2 separate regions of the Rattus norvegicus genome follow, and region 1 is linked to region 2. A link is a contact called in public Hi-C data. All regions are on one chromosome and are shown on one strand. The core of a region is the stretch at or near the end of the contact, and the rest is flanking DNA. Distances in the headings are between cores, read along the strand shown. Region 1 has its middle 17 kb from the start of Rplp0l1. Region 2 overlaps Magi3 (membrane associated guanylate kinase, WW and PDZ domain containing 3).

Region 1 (7,339 bases), core at 7-2,506, 330 kb after region 2:
CCCACCCCCTTTCTTTCAAGCTGATCACATTTCCTTGGTGATTTCCATGCTTGGTCAGAAGACTTAGGGGATAGCTTTGCATCCCACAGGATCTTGTCCAGATAAACTATTCTGCACTAATTAGTGGGATCATCTGAAAGGTCCCTTCCTTCCTGTCTGCAGTGAGTTTGCACTGAACAAGTGAGCCTGAGTACTGAGAAGAGAGCCTTTGAACTCCAGCTGGACCCCTGGAGAGGCTGAAGATGAAGATGTCAGTGCCTCTGTCAGAAAAACAACACAAAACCAGTCTGTTTCTAGTGGCTTCCTTTCCCACTTAGACCACGAGAACGTTGTAACTGAATGGGAGAAAGGCGGGAGTCTGGCAGCTGATCTGAGGAAATCTTACACAATTTTGATGAGGCCCCCACCCCACCCCTGGGTGAGTCGAACCAGTTCTCAAGTACCAGATAACTACGGAAAGACAGCTGAGGCATGGGGCAGGGGACTCAGTGGTAAAGCATGTGTGAGTGCACGCAAACATGAACACACACATGCACACATACATTTTTCTGTGTGTTAGCTCCTGAAATTTTAGTTAATATACTTATTATCATATCACCACTCAAACAGATGAGAAGCAGGCATAAAGAGGCAAAATGACCCCTGCAACACCAGCCAGCAAGTGAAAGACAGAGCTGGGGCTGGAACCCAGTTAGTCTGCCTAAGTCCCAAAAAGCCTGAAACGTGCACATTCAAACAAAACCCAAAGAAAGAGCGGGCCTGTGATCCAATGAGACCAGGATAGGTAATAGCTACAAGGACACTCCCACTCCAGGGCATTCTCAGTGTGACAGAAGGCTTTTGATAAGTAGAGTCATTGACCCTCTCTACCCCGTGCTTAAAACGAGACCTCAACCACCACTCATTCGGTTTTGTCCATATTGTCACATGTCCCCTTATAGACAGGTACTTCAGGGCCTAACCTGGAGATGGTTTATGGTGTCTGCCAGGCACCAAAACAGGTTTCTGCACGCTGTTCGTCTGCCTGCAGAAGTTAACTGCAACTGCTGTAACTAGTGCCTCGTGCAGCCTTGTGGGTGGTTCTAGTATCTGAGGCCCTGACCTCTAGAATAACAGTCTGCGAACCCACTGTTCCTCCAACCAGCTTCTCATCTGTAAATATTTCTTCATGCTGGAAATAGTTTCGAGCACTCCTCAGTGCCAAGCTCTCAAACCACCAAGTTGAATTCAATGTTTGCCCAAGCTGCTCAGTATTTGCTAGTGGTGACAGGCACCGGAAGGGACCTTCTCAAGGCTTAGAGTACAGGGATGGCCCCAACCTGCCCCTCCACCCTGGGAGTAGGAGCTGCAAATGAGATCACACTGGGAAATTGATTTGTAAAAAGCATAAGGTGAGAATGGGGTGTGGAGAGAGGAGGAGGGGATGAAGGAGAGGGAGAAGCAAAGAAGAGGGCTCTACAGCCTTGGATCAGAACGTATTGTCTTGAGACCTCTGAGGGCCAAGATGCGATCTCATCCTGGGCTGGGAGCCCAGAGCATGGAGTCCAGCCTCCGAGGACAAAGCCTGGAGCTCTGGCCTCTCCCTCAGGCCAAGCTGCCCTGGACTTCATCCTGGCAGAGGCCTAGAACTTTCGAGCCCTGCACCGCCCCGGAAAGATTTTGAGTTAGAGTCTGAGCCATGACAAAGGCCAGGCCTCTCCTCCATTGTGCAACCAAAGAAGCCGGATTTCCCGTGAATCCCCTTATGTAAGGGCATCCCTGAGCAATGGTGGCCTGGGTAGCGCCCTCTGCCTCCTTTCTCTGTGCTGAAGCGCCACCTGGAGGCCAGTTCTCGTTCAAACCGTTGTGTAGCAGACTCTTAAAATTAGCCTCCACATAGGAAAAAAAGAGATGCCTTGGAACAAAAAAGCACCTTTTGAAAGAACCTCAACGGTTTTTTCGCCTGCTCTTTTGCTATTGCTGATGGGATATTCAAGGGTTGAATGATGAGGCCTCTTAAAAAGACAGGATTTCTCCACGACTTAGAATTACAGTGATCTTGTAACTGCCTTTACATTCTAATATCTGGATCCGAAGAGCACACGTAAGGAGAAAACTGCAGTTCACCTTGCATCTCAGACTCCAACCTCTTCGTCCCCTACTGCAAGTTAGTCAGGTTCCACTAACTTGTGTAGAGTTTTGCTGTGCGGCGGCCCCTTCTCAGGAGAGCCGGGGTTCGGCAGAGCTTTTTGAATCAGCTGCCCGGCCCGGGCATGAACACACACCCTGGACTAATTGTTAACAAGTAGCTGGATGGACATACGAAGATGATTGCTTAAAATGAGCTCCAAGTTATTTTATTCTGAAGAAATTCTAAGCTAAAGGGACCCAGAAAATAGGGAATATCCAATATAAAGAAAAGGGGACGGGCTCCCGAACTGAGAAAGGTTTAGTTTTGCTTTCTTTGTTGTTTTGGTTTTTTGGTAAGGAAGCAAGTAACCAAGCAAACAAAATGAGCAAGCGAGCAAGCGAGAGAGAGAAGAGAGAAAGAGATTTCGTTTTCAGAGTTTTGTTCTTACTCTTTTGGTAGGTCAGCAGTTTAGCTACAAGGACAAAAGACCCTGATATCTCAAGCAATCCTTGTCAGAAAGAGGAAAATGCTGGCAGTATCAGAAATAGCCCATCTCAAATCCTATTACAACGTCATGGTAACAAAAACAGTGTGGTACTTGCTCAAAAATGGGTCTGTCAATCAAGGGGATCAAAGAGAGGTCACCCTACGACGGAAAGAGACCCTCTAAACACTGGTGCTGAGAAAATGGTTTCCACAAGGAAAGGAAAGATTAAGACCCCTATCTCTAACCCTGCGAAAAATCAACTCAAAGTGAATCTTAGAGCCAGGCCTGAAACTTTGAAAGTGCTGGGGGAAAACACTTCCAAGACACAGGCATGGAGGAAACTCTCTGAACAGTGCTGCACTGCACAGCAAATCGGGCCAACAACTGACAACTGGAACTACAGGAAATTAAGATGCTCCTGTTCCGCAAAGAAAACAAGTGCCAGTGCCTAGAGAACGGACAGGAAGTCTTCACCTGCTACACATCTTTATATATATACAGAACTGGACAAGTTAGACACCAGGGAAACAAGTCGTCCAGCAGAAAATAAGCTAATGGACCGGGCAGACAATTCTCAGAGAAGGCATACAGATAGGCAGTGAGCATTTGAGTAAGTTCGGCATCCTTACTGGGGGAAATGCAAGCCAGAATGGCTCTCACCATAAAGACAAAGGACAATCCTGGCACAGGTGTGGAGAAATCAGCAGTGTACACGTGCATGTTCCGTGTACACTGCTGGTAAGCCTGCCACTGTGGAAGTGAGGATGGAGAGATGCTTCACCAGTTAAGACGCTCGCTGCTCTTGCAGAAGAAGCCACATGGTGGCTCGTAACCATCTAACTCCAATTTTAGGGGATCCCGCATCCTCTTCTGACCTTCATAGACACCAGGCATGTGCATATGGTGTATGCATTCAGACAGCTACTACCCATCAATATAAAAATATTTTTATTGTCAGAAGAAAACTGAAACTAGAACTACACTTGACCCAATTAACTAATCTTGAGTACATACTAGAAGGATTCTAAGTCAACAACACACCACAAAGATAACTTCCCATCCACATTTACTGATGTACTATTCATAAAAGCCGAGAAATAGAACTGAACTAGATGTGTATCAATAGATTAATAGATAAATAGAATGTAGTTGCCAACAGTCTTACCCAGCTGTGTCTCCTTTGTGTTAAACAACTACAGTGAAAAACTAAAGTGGCCCCTGGTGTAATGGTGGCATGGCCAATGTCCAGTAACTGACAACTTACAGGTTTGGATTTGTTCCAGTGAAAGGAATTTAGACCTAGTCAAAAGCCCATAGCTGAAGAGGCCACAAGGCACTAGGAGGGGAGCCACCTTTGTTTTGCTAAATGCACGTGTTATTCTGTTGATTTCTAAAGAATTTATGGCTTCTTGTTACATTTTACTATTTGTGGTGGAAGAAGGTGTATGTGTGTATTAAAGTCAGAGAACAACTTGTGTGACTAAGTTCTCTTCATACCATGTGGACCCTGGGGATTGAACTCAAGTCATCAAGCTTGGCAGCAAGCTCCTTTACCTGCTAAGCCATCCCGCTGGCCCAATATTCAGTGTCGCAGTCAGCATTGTTCAGAGAAGCCTCTTTTGGCTGTGGACAGTGGTTACTGCAGAGCTGCATAACTAATGGAAGTGCTGAGGACAGCTGACCGCGGAGTGCTCAGCTCTGCGTGAGAGGTATGTATCCTCCTCCAGGACTCAGGGAACACCATGGAAGAAGAGGTGAAACGAATGCAGGAGCTGGAGGGTGGGGAGGAGCGCTATGGGGAGCTTTCTTCCAGATGTAACCCAGTCACTCATGAAGTCACTGCAGCCTCACACCTGGACAACACAGGACACTGTCAACATTCTGTCCCAGGTGGAGAAGGGACTACTGGTAGACAACAGTTGCTTCAGTGGTGTTGACACTAGTAAGTTGCCCATGTCCCAGTAAACAACCCCATCATGCTTACATAGTGGGACACCCCCTACACACACACACACACACACACACACACACACACACATCACATCACAGAAATAAAAGGTGGTTTAGTTGAGAAGGGGTCCAGCAGGAGGACAAGAGGAGGTAATGGAGAACTAAAGGTAATCAAAGTTCATTATATATGTACAAATTGTCAAAAATGAGTTTTAAAAATACATATGCAAAATAGAATCTTATGCAGGGACAAAGGAAAATGAAATCATAAATGACATTTACAAGAAAACGGAGGGAACTGGAACTAGAATGCTAAGCAAAGTAAACCAGTTTCAGAAATATGAATACCTAGTGTTTTCTCTGTGTGCAACCTCATGGTAAACTACATATGCATATGTCTACATATGTTTGTAGGTTACAGAACAGAAAGAGGATCATGAGAAGGGGAAATAATCCCAAGGGCACTAGGAACCAGAGAGTATCATGGGATACATACAACAGAGCCCTTGGGAACCAGAGAGTATCATGGGATACATACAACAGAGCCCTTGGGAACCAGAGAGGATCATGGGATACATACAACAAGAAATCAGAGGGAGACTGACTGGGGTAGAAAGGGCAGGAGAGAGATTCCAGAGGACAACTGAAGACTAATGTAATGGCACCCACCTTCGGGGCTCCGTGCTCAAACTTTGTATTTGACCTACACTTTTCAATTATAAAGCGTTATACTTGCTTGCTTGCTGTTGATCAGCCAATAGGACTCTCAAGCACAATTAGAGAATAAGACATGGAACAGGCAAGCTCTGGTTGTCAGAGCAGCAGTGTGCAGTGCCCACATCTTCACAGGCAGCCGCTGTTGTCACTCCTCAGACCAACAGTTCCAACAGGATGGCCTTCGAAGGTTTTGGGGAAGCAAGAATCATGTTTGAACTTACTAAAGATATAACTGTCCCCCTACTGGCTGGCTGAAGAACACAAAAAAGTGGCATCATTTATCCATCCCCTCCCCACAAATTAGACTTCTGAAAGCTGCGCTCGGGTACAACAGCACATGATTGTAAGCCTGAGGTGGGAAAACTGTGAGTCCAAGGCAGCCCGGACCCCCTAGTGAGATCCTATTAAACAAGCAAATAAAATGCCAACGGATTTGCTTCCCTAGTAGGAATGAGTTCATTGGTGCTCGGGGTGATCTTATAGAATGAGGATTATCATTTCTGTCCTGAAGAAAAGAAAACGGAGGTTAAAAGAAATTGAGTAATTTGCCTAAAATACAAGTAGCCATGATGTGAACTCAAGCATTCTGGCTCCAGAGCACTTGTGGCCTTCCAAGATGCCACTTCCCCTCTTGGCATGAAGCCAGGATGCTAAGTACTGAAGATAATATTCTGAGAAGCAATTCAGTTTGCCACGGAGCACTACAGGGGTTCGCATGTGATCATGGAGACTGGATGACATGGGGGAATGTCTGGACTAAAGAGAGTCTTCAATCAGAAATAATGCCCACTGATGGTCTCAGCACACATTACATTCTGTAGAGGGCTCAAAAAGTTTCAGCCCTTTACTTCCCATAACCTCATTTAAGCAGCTGATAGATCTCTGTCCTCTCTAAAATTCTGAATGTGCATTGGTAATTATTGTTCTTTAAAAGAGCCTTTCCAGAGAGTTGTGAATTACTGGAAAACAACTGGGGGGAGGAGGGAGGACGGGACAACACCCCATTGGAGACCATGTTGGGAATGGTTCGGTGAGCTTGAGATCTACAGGACTCCAGAGTTGAAAGGGCTCCCAAGTCAGGATGCGTGCATGCTTCTTCAGCGTCAAGGGTACCGCCCAGACTCTCCAGTCAGTAGCTTACCAAGATCGCAGAACATGGGTGTGTGCAAAACCAGTCAGAATCCCAGTCCCACTGACTCCTGGGTCAATGCACTCTTCATTTCTTCAAAGTCTCTTGTTTCCAAGCAAAATCCAACAAGGAACACTAATCTCCAGGGCTAGCCCTAGAAAACCAACCTTCCCCATTCTCCATCCAGAGCTGGTCCAGACGGGAGGAAAGAGAAGGTGACGTTCCGCTTTGAAAGCCTGTAATGTACGGATGGCTGTGCTGAATGCTGCACTCATTTATTAACTGCATTAGCTGATGTAGCCCGCTCTAGTGAAAGTAAGACATGCGTATTTGTGTTCTGCAAATCAGGAACACAGGTACACAAAACTAAGGGTGCTGGCTTAAGCCTCTGCAACTGCTAAGTAAGACTGGGGCCTGATGCTACTTTTAGAAGTCGTGTGGCAAATTCGGGGCCCAGCTGACCGGGCAGGACTTCTGTGTACTTACTGGTTGTCTCATAGCAAGTGGGTGTTATCTTGGGACTCCCATCAAGGATGGCAAATTGGAGCCTTTGGAATCAAACCTTTACCCAAATGCCCTTCCCGAGGATCAAGGAAAGGGTAGGGAAAGCGTAAAGACAGACACATTGTGGGTTGTAGAGAAAGAAAGAAAGCAAGCCTGTACTCTTAACCAGAGCTTTCGCAAAACCATACGTTACCTTCAGGAGCTCCAAAAAAAGAAAAAATCTAGGCGGATCTTAAATTTTTCTACCACTCGTGTTAGTCATTTCGCTAGCAATCTTGCATCATGTACAACTCAGACAGGAGAGGTCTTTAAAGAAAGTGGTTGTTTTTCTTTCCTGGACCAAGGGAAGCAATAAGCAGAGCCAGCTGAGAGGCCTCCCTAAATTAAGGCTGGCCAAAGATAGAAAGCTGGAGACATTCCCAGCTGGAGGTGCGGGGTCTTT
Region 2 (7,544 bases), core at 2,905-5,404:
ATAAAATAAAAAAAATGAATCTTTTAAAAAAAAGAAACCTTATACTCATTTAGGTTAATTTCTAGGTGTCTCATTCTTTTTCTTTTGGGACAAGATTTCACAGTACAGCTCTGGCTGTTCTCAAACTTAGAGTGATCCTCATGCTTCAGCCTGCCAAGTGCTAAGATTAAAGTCATGTGCCACCATGCTACTTTGGGGAGCAAGCTTGTCAGATAAGCCTTCTACCTCTGACCTATATCCCAACCAAATTCTTAGCAAACTTTTATTTTTAAATTACTGATGGAATAAAATAATACAAAAACGGAGGTTTGGTCATTGTATTGGAGTATTAACTTACCTATAATGAAATGTACTAATTCTAATAGTATAATTGCTGTGAGTTTAAAAAACCACAAGCCCCAAGTTTTCCTAGGACCTTCTGTGGCCTCATTTCTATGGCAGCAGCTGATCTACTGACATTACAGTTTGCTTTTAATAGAAGCCTCCTGTGCATGGAACAGTAGGCTGCCTATACTAATTGTCTGCATCTGGCCTCTTTAGTCTGGAACGAGGCTTAGGACGCACCCATGTTTAATTTCTTCTGACGTATGACATTATGTCTTTTATTGAAAAAAAAAAAAAGGTCCTTGTCATTCTTTTCCAAGCAGAATGACTTCTATGTCTTTTTGTTGTTTCATTATTCTGGCTAGAATTCTATACTGTGCTGAACAGTATAGCAGCAATAAACTTCCCTCGTATGTCACCTCATAGTATAGAAAAAGCTTACTGATGAGTGTGATGCTACTTGTGGACTTGTCAGATACACTCTCTATATACTGAAGTAGTTTCCTTTCCTTATACTCCTAATCTGATGAGTATGGTATTTTTCAATCATAATAGAATATTAAATTTTGTGAAATACTTTTTCTGTATTAACTGAGATGTATATGTACATTTATTGGTTCATAGGTTAAACTATATTCATATTGCAGGTATAAATCCCACCTATTCATTACAGATTATTGTTTTAACTGAATTAGATTTACTAATATTTTAAGACTAGGGGTCAATAGTTATAATGGGTTTAGGCTTTTTGTTGAAAAATACTATTTTAATTTCCCCAATAGTCACAGGTCTCCTCATGTTTTTTGATTTTTTATGATTCAGTCCTGGTAAGGTTTTGTTTCTGGTTAGTCACTTACCTATTTCCTCTAGTTACTAACTGCATAGTGTACAGTTATTCCTAGTATTGTCATAACTCTCACATCAGTTTTCATGTCTTCACTTTCTTATTTTAGACACTAAGGTTTGCTCTGCCAATTGTTCATTTTCAAAATCTTGGCTTCACTCATTTCTTCTATGGCCTTTCTATTTTGTATTTAATTATCTCTGCTCTTAACATCGCTATCCCTTCCTCTTGTTGACTTTGGGTTCAGCTTCTCCCTGTTGTTGGTCCTTCAAGCACAAAGTTTAAAATTCTCAGGTGACTGGTTTCCCTCGTAACTTTCATCACATCCTGTAAGGTTTGGTATGTTGTATTTTCAGTTTTACTGATGCCAGATAAGTTCTCAACTTGACTGTAATTCCTATTTTCAGCCACTTGTTATTTAAAGGTGCCCTGTTTTAACTTCCACACATTTGTAGTTTTCTGCTTTTCTCCTGTTATTAGTTTATTTCACTATGGTCAGGAGAGACACTTCATATATTTAAATTTGTTAAAGAGACTGTGTGTGTGGCCTGAGGATGTGTATGCCACTGCTGTTGCATAAAGAACTCTGTATTTAACCGCTAGCTCCATTTGGTCTATTATGTTATTAAAGGTCTCTGTTTTAGGCTGGGCAGTGGGGCATACCTTTAATCACAGCACTTGGGAGGGAGAACCAGGAAGGTCTCTGTGGGTTTTAGGCCAGCTTGGTCTACATAATAGAGTTCTACAACAGCTAGATAGGACACCGTTTTTCAAAAAAGATTTTCTTTTTTTCCTGTGCTAAATTTCTTTTTGTTTATGGGTAGGATACCTCTATAAAGAGATACTAATATCTGATGATCTATTTACCACTGATGGGCACTGGGGCTATTTCTCAATTTTGGCTATTATAACTAAAGAAGCCAAGAACTTATAAGTCTTTAAATAGAATCATATTAATTTATATTGGGTTAATGCCTAAGAATGAAAATGCTGAATCATATGGTGAATAGCATATTTAACTTTATTATTAAATGTATATTTACTATTATTAAATGTATATTTACTATTATTAAATGTATATTTAATTTACATGTAAATTTCAAATTATTTTTCCTAAGGTAAATCATTCTACATTCTCACAAACATATAAGCTGGTTTATTAATATAAATCTTTACATGTAGAAATTTTTTGAAGGTTACCAGTCAAATTTCCTAAATCCTAAAAATAAATTAAGTTGATAAGGAAAATGGAATAAATTACATTACAATTCTGTGAGAAACAGTCTTAACAATTTGATGTAGAGCTTATTGGTTTAAAGAAACTGACTGATATCAACTGAAAGTAAGAGTGGACAACACTGGAAACCAGTATCAACTGTTCAAGCTGGGTTTCCAGACAATAGGACAGTGCATGTACGAAAGCACCATTTAAAATCCATCCAGTCTTACTGGCAGCTATTCTCTAAAAGTGTGTTTGCAAGTCCCTGTCTGTAATGGTGTGTCTTTCTTACAAAAGCAACATCAATGTGATCATATGCATAGCTATGCTTCGTACAAATTCTGTGAGTGCCATTTCAAGAAACAGCAGGTTTTGAAAACTAAGCTCTTAAATTGGCAGTTTCAACATAGGACTCCCTGTAATACTATTAACTTTGCTGGGAGAGCTGAAGGTTACTTATTTGAATACCACCCAGTAATATCCCCTGGCACTTTTCACTATGAGTATTTGCTATAAAGTTCAATCTTTCATAAACACTATAGCAGAAAAATGCAAAAATAAGCAGTAAATATTATGAAACACTACTGTATGATAATTTGAAATTTTGAGGTAAAAGCATTAGATATTTCAAGGTAAAATCAAACTGAAAAGAAACACAAAATATTTTCATCATAAAAATTAGATGATACAATCTGTAATCTAATGTCCAATGTGAAGACATTTTTAAACAGTCTTTTAACAAGCTGAGAATATCACTACAAAAATCAAAAAAAATCTCTACCTGGAATATCTGTCAAGACCAAAGGTTAACAAATAATATAATGGTTGCTTAATGTGTCTTACACTTTCATTCTGGGAGTTTATGCCATCAAATCTACAGAACTTTTTCTGAAATAAGGTCTTGTTCTACAGCTCAAGCTGCTTTTAAACTTGTTGGCATCCCCTTGGCTTTAGCCTCAAGTTCTGGGATTAAAGATATTAGCCACCACACATGGTTTAAATTAGTTATTTGGCACTCATATTGTACTAATATTCCATTCTTTAAAAGATTTCCTCTATTAAGTGTCTGTATTGGTAGAAATCATTTAAAAGTTATTAAAATCTTGTTAGTTCATAATAATAAAATATTAGACAAAGCGTACTACTTTCTTCCTGTAGTACAGGACTCCCTATGCAACACTCCATCCCAGATCACAGTGTTTGCAGCTATCATTACTGTTCTGTCAACCAAGTACAGCAGCCATTGGGCTCATAAGTACTGGATTCATTTGGCATTTTGTCATAGTCAACCACAGAAAAAAAACCCATGATTAAACTCATGTGAGTCCTCAGTTTGTCATGAGCTTTAAGTCTCCTACTCCTCACTGCAAAGAACTGAGCACTGGTTCCAGATCAAGAATACAACCAAAACCTCCCTCAAGATCCCTTCTTAGAGAGTCTGTTTTCTGAGACCATTATCATTACCAATTCTTTGACAGTCAGGATTCAGAAAAGAGAAAGAAAAAGTAACAGGATGGTTAAAGAACTATTAACAGTATTTACAGAGAATTAACTGAGATTTAACAAGAATTCTAAGTAGAACTAAGAGATAACTCTGAAAAGTACCAACTTATACCCAAGGAAAAATACCCAAGTGCAGCCTGCCATGGAGGAACATGCCCCAAAATCTCTATTTCAGATCTCATTCATGCAGGTGTGGTAAGAGTAAACAATCTTGCTGGATTGCTAGGAGACAATGCCACTTCAGTGGGTCAAGGCAGGAAGTGGGTCAGAACAGTCTAGAGTTAGTGAGTCACCAGCAAGCTGCCCAGGGGAGTGGTAGTGGGTAAAGGGTGTTTTAATAGAAAAACAACTGGAACACTTGTTGAACTTGCCAGAAACCTCTTCTAGGTGCTATTGTATCAAGTGAGGAACACAGCTTGATCCACCACAGCCGCCACAATGTAACAATTGGTAAGTAGATGTAACAGTAGAATTAAGGACGCTACTAATGAGGGCTCTACTATTTATGCTGACAAGCGCCTCACTGGTATCACTGAAATTCCTCTGAGGAGCTGACTGCTAGGTACTGCTGAAATTAACTAGTTTTTTTTTTTTTTTTTTTTTTTGCAAAGCAAGAGCAAAAAGACAAAAGCTGAAACCAAGAGAAGAAACCTGTTCTTTTTCCAGAATCATTCCTGTGCCCTCTAGTGACAAAGCTTAGCACTGTACTGGAGGGTAGAAGAACAATGTCCCAATATTACAGGTAGGCAAGAAATAGTAATTTGGCATGGATAGGCAATGAGCAAAAACTGGCTTTCTGAGACACTCTCATGTTAATGGGAATTAAATTTAATATAAGAAGTTCTACATATATAAAAAAATATCACTTTCTCCTCTACTGTGTCATACTTGTTTTCAAGTTATACACTAACCTTGCATTTCTGTAATAAGCCCTAATTAACATACATCCTTTTATATACTGTTACATACTGATTTGCTGAAATACTACTAAATGTTTTGAATCAATGTTCATGAAATTTGAAGTCTACTATTGTTTAATTTTAATATTTGTCTACTTTTTGTTCAGTTACGTACAATAATGTTCAAATAACGGAGTGAATTGGGAATTGTCCCCGCTTATTTTATTATTAGCTCACTTTACATAACGGGTGCTTTATGTCTGTACACATGTCCATGCCTTCTGCCCGCCCCCAGAGGTCGGAACTGGAGTTACGGACAGTTGTGAGCTGCCTCCTAGGCACTGGGAATCACATGGATCCTCTGAATGAGCAGGAAGTGCTCGTAGCCAATAAGATTTGTTCGAAATCCTCTCTTCTATTGTCCAGAAAATGTATGGAATTGATTTTCTTTTTGGAAAATTTACCTACTATCTGGACCTGAAGTTTTCTTTATAATAAAATTACCAACTATAAACTTCTCTAAAGAAAAGTTTTTGGGTTATCTTTTAGAATGAGCACTGGTAGTTTTAGTATTCTGAAGAATTTGTTCATTTCATACAATTTGAGGAATTTATTTCAGTATAAAATTTCTCAGAATGTTTTTAATATTCACCTAATTCATCTAATTGTCTCTCTCTCTTTCCAAAGTAGTATGGTTATATTTTTAGGTCATCAATCAAATTGATGCAAAAAACAAATCAACTTTTGTTTTTCTCTATTTCCTATTTCACTAAGTCTTGCTTTCACTTCTACTAATTTCTTTCCTAGCTAGTTTTGCTTTATGCTATTCTTTTTCTTTCCATTCTTAAGACAAATGTTTGTATCATCTGAGAGCTTTGTTAACTAATACAAATATGTAGTATGTTTCCATCCAAATGGTGCTCTAGCTTCCTAGAAAATTTTTTATTCAACATGTTTGATACTTTTCTGCTATGTTGCTGTGTTTGTTTTATTTCTCTGTTGATTTTTTTTGATAAGCAAGTTAGGAATATTACTTAATTTCCAAGTATGGAGATTTTCTAGATTTCATTCTGTCGATAATTTCTAATTTAGTTTCCACTATAGTGAAGTAACATATTTTACATTATGTAAACATTCTTACTTCACTGAGTCTCCTTTTGTGGTTCAGTCACCATAGTTACAACATTTCATGCCTACTAGAAAAGAATGTACACTGTACTATTGTTGGGCAGTGTATTCTAATAAATAGTAACTAGTCATAATAATAGAGTGCTGTTCTTTTTTATTATTTATTTACATTCCAAATCTTGCCCCTTTCTGGCCCTCCTTCCACAAGTTTTTCACCCCATTTCCTCTCCCCTTTGCCTCTGGGAGGGTGTTCCTCCACCCACCAACCCACTCCCACCTCACCCTTCTAACATCCCCCTTCCCTGGGACATCAAGTTTCTACAGAATTAAGTACATCCTTTCCCACTGAGGCCAGACAATGCAGTCTTCAGCTTCATGTGTTAATGGGGACCAAGGACTAGCCATGTTTGCTTGATGGCTAGTGGGTTAGTTAATACTGTTGTTTTTTCCTATAGGGTTGCAATCCTCTTCAGCTCCCTCAATCCTTCCCCTAACTCTTCCATAGGAGTCCCTGACCTCAGTCCAATGGTTGGCTGTAAGTATCTGCGTCTGTCTCGGTCAGCTGCTGGCAGAGCCTCTCAGAGGACAGCCATGCTAGGCCCTTGTCTTCAAGCACAACAATGTTATCAGTTATATATCAGGGTTTGGGGCCTGCACATGGGCTGGATCCCAAGTTGGGTCAGTCTCTGGATGGCCTTTTCTTCAGTCTCTGCTCCATTTTTGTCCCTTTAGACAAGAAGAATTCTGGGTCAAAAATTTTAAAGATGGGTGGGCCCCCCTGCCACAAATGGAGGCCATGTCTATCTACCGGAGGTGGTCTCTTTAGGTTCCATCTCCCCATTGTTGGGCATTTCAGCTACGGTCATCTCCATTGGGTCCTGGGAGCCTCTAACATCCGTCATGTCTGGGAATTTCTAGAGGTCCCCACAACCGCCATCTCCCACTGCACACTGCTGCATATTTCTATTTATTCTCCCTCTGGGCTTCTCTTGTCTCCCCCATTCCTGATCCTGACCCCCTTCCCCTCCTCTTCCCCTCTCTCAGGTTCCTCCCTCCCTATATTTCCCTATATCAACACTTGGGCCTTCCTTCATCTGGTTTCATCTGGCTGTGAATTATACCATGGGTATTCTGAATTTTTCAGCCAACATCCACTTATCAGTGAGTTCATATCATACATGTCCTTTTGGGTCTGAGTTATCTCACTCAGGATATTTTCTAGTTCCGTTCCATCCATTTGCCTGCAAAATTCACGATGTCCTCGTTTTTAATAGCTGAGTAGTATTCACTGTGTAGATGAACTACACTTTCTATATCCATTCTTCCATTGTAATATAGTGGAGCACATGTCCTTGTGATATAGTGAAGCATCTTTGGGTATATGCCCAGGAGTGCTATAGCTGGGTCCTCAGTTCGATTAGTTTATATTTCTATGTGTTCACACTCATTGATCTTTACTTCTGCATTCTGGAATCTGTTTTTATATCTGAGTTTTAAGTTTTACTTCCTTTTTGCTGTTATACTTTCTCTTGACTGTGTTCACTGCATGGTTTAATCCTTGAACATTTTTTAAAACTCTAACATTCCTTGTGTGGTAGTATGTCTCATGTATCATTTCTATATCTTT

The links. A called contact is a pair of places that touch in the nucleus more often than the background predicts.
Region 1: a contact with region 2 is called in a Hi-C map of the Rat2 cell line, with 7 times the contacts expected there. The contact joins two enhancer-like sites. A contact is called at or near these places in 4 of 12 Hi-C or Micro-C datasets (the A7r5 cell line, the Rat2 cell line, Schwann cells and 1 more).

Annotation. Positions count from the first base shown.
Region 1 is chr2:194,623,110-194,630,448 of GRCr8, forward strand. No RefSeq gene overlaps it. Among named protein-coding and RNA genes, the nearest start is that of Rplp0l1, 17 kb to the left of the region's middle. Within about 2 kb of position 1,257, at least 47 of the 93 cell types and tissues checked have an H3K27ac peak or open chromatin away from gene starts, as enhancers often do. A contact at or near this core is called in the A7r5 cell line, where this site is marked.
Region 2 is chr2:194,286,452-194,293,995 of GRCr8, forward strand. The region is part of intron 2 of Magi3 (membrane associated guanylate kinase, WW and PDZ domain containing 3); the gene reads right to left. Among named protein-coding and RNA genes, the nearest start is that of Magi3, 110 kb to the right of the region's middle. Within about 2 kb of position 4,155, at least 5 of the 93 cell types and tissues checked have an H3K27ac peak or open chromatin away from gene starts, as enhancers often do. A contact at or near this core is called in the A7r5 cell line, where this site is marked.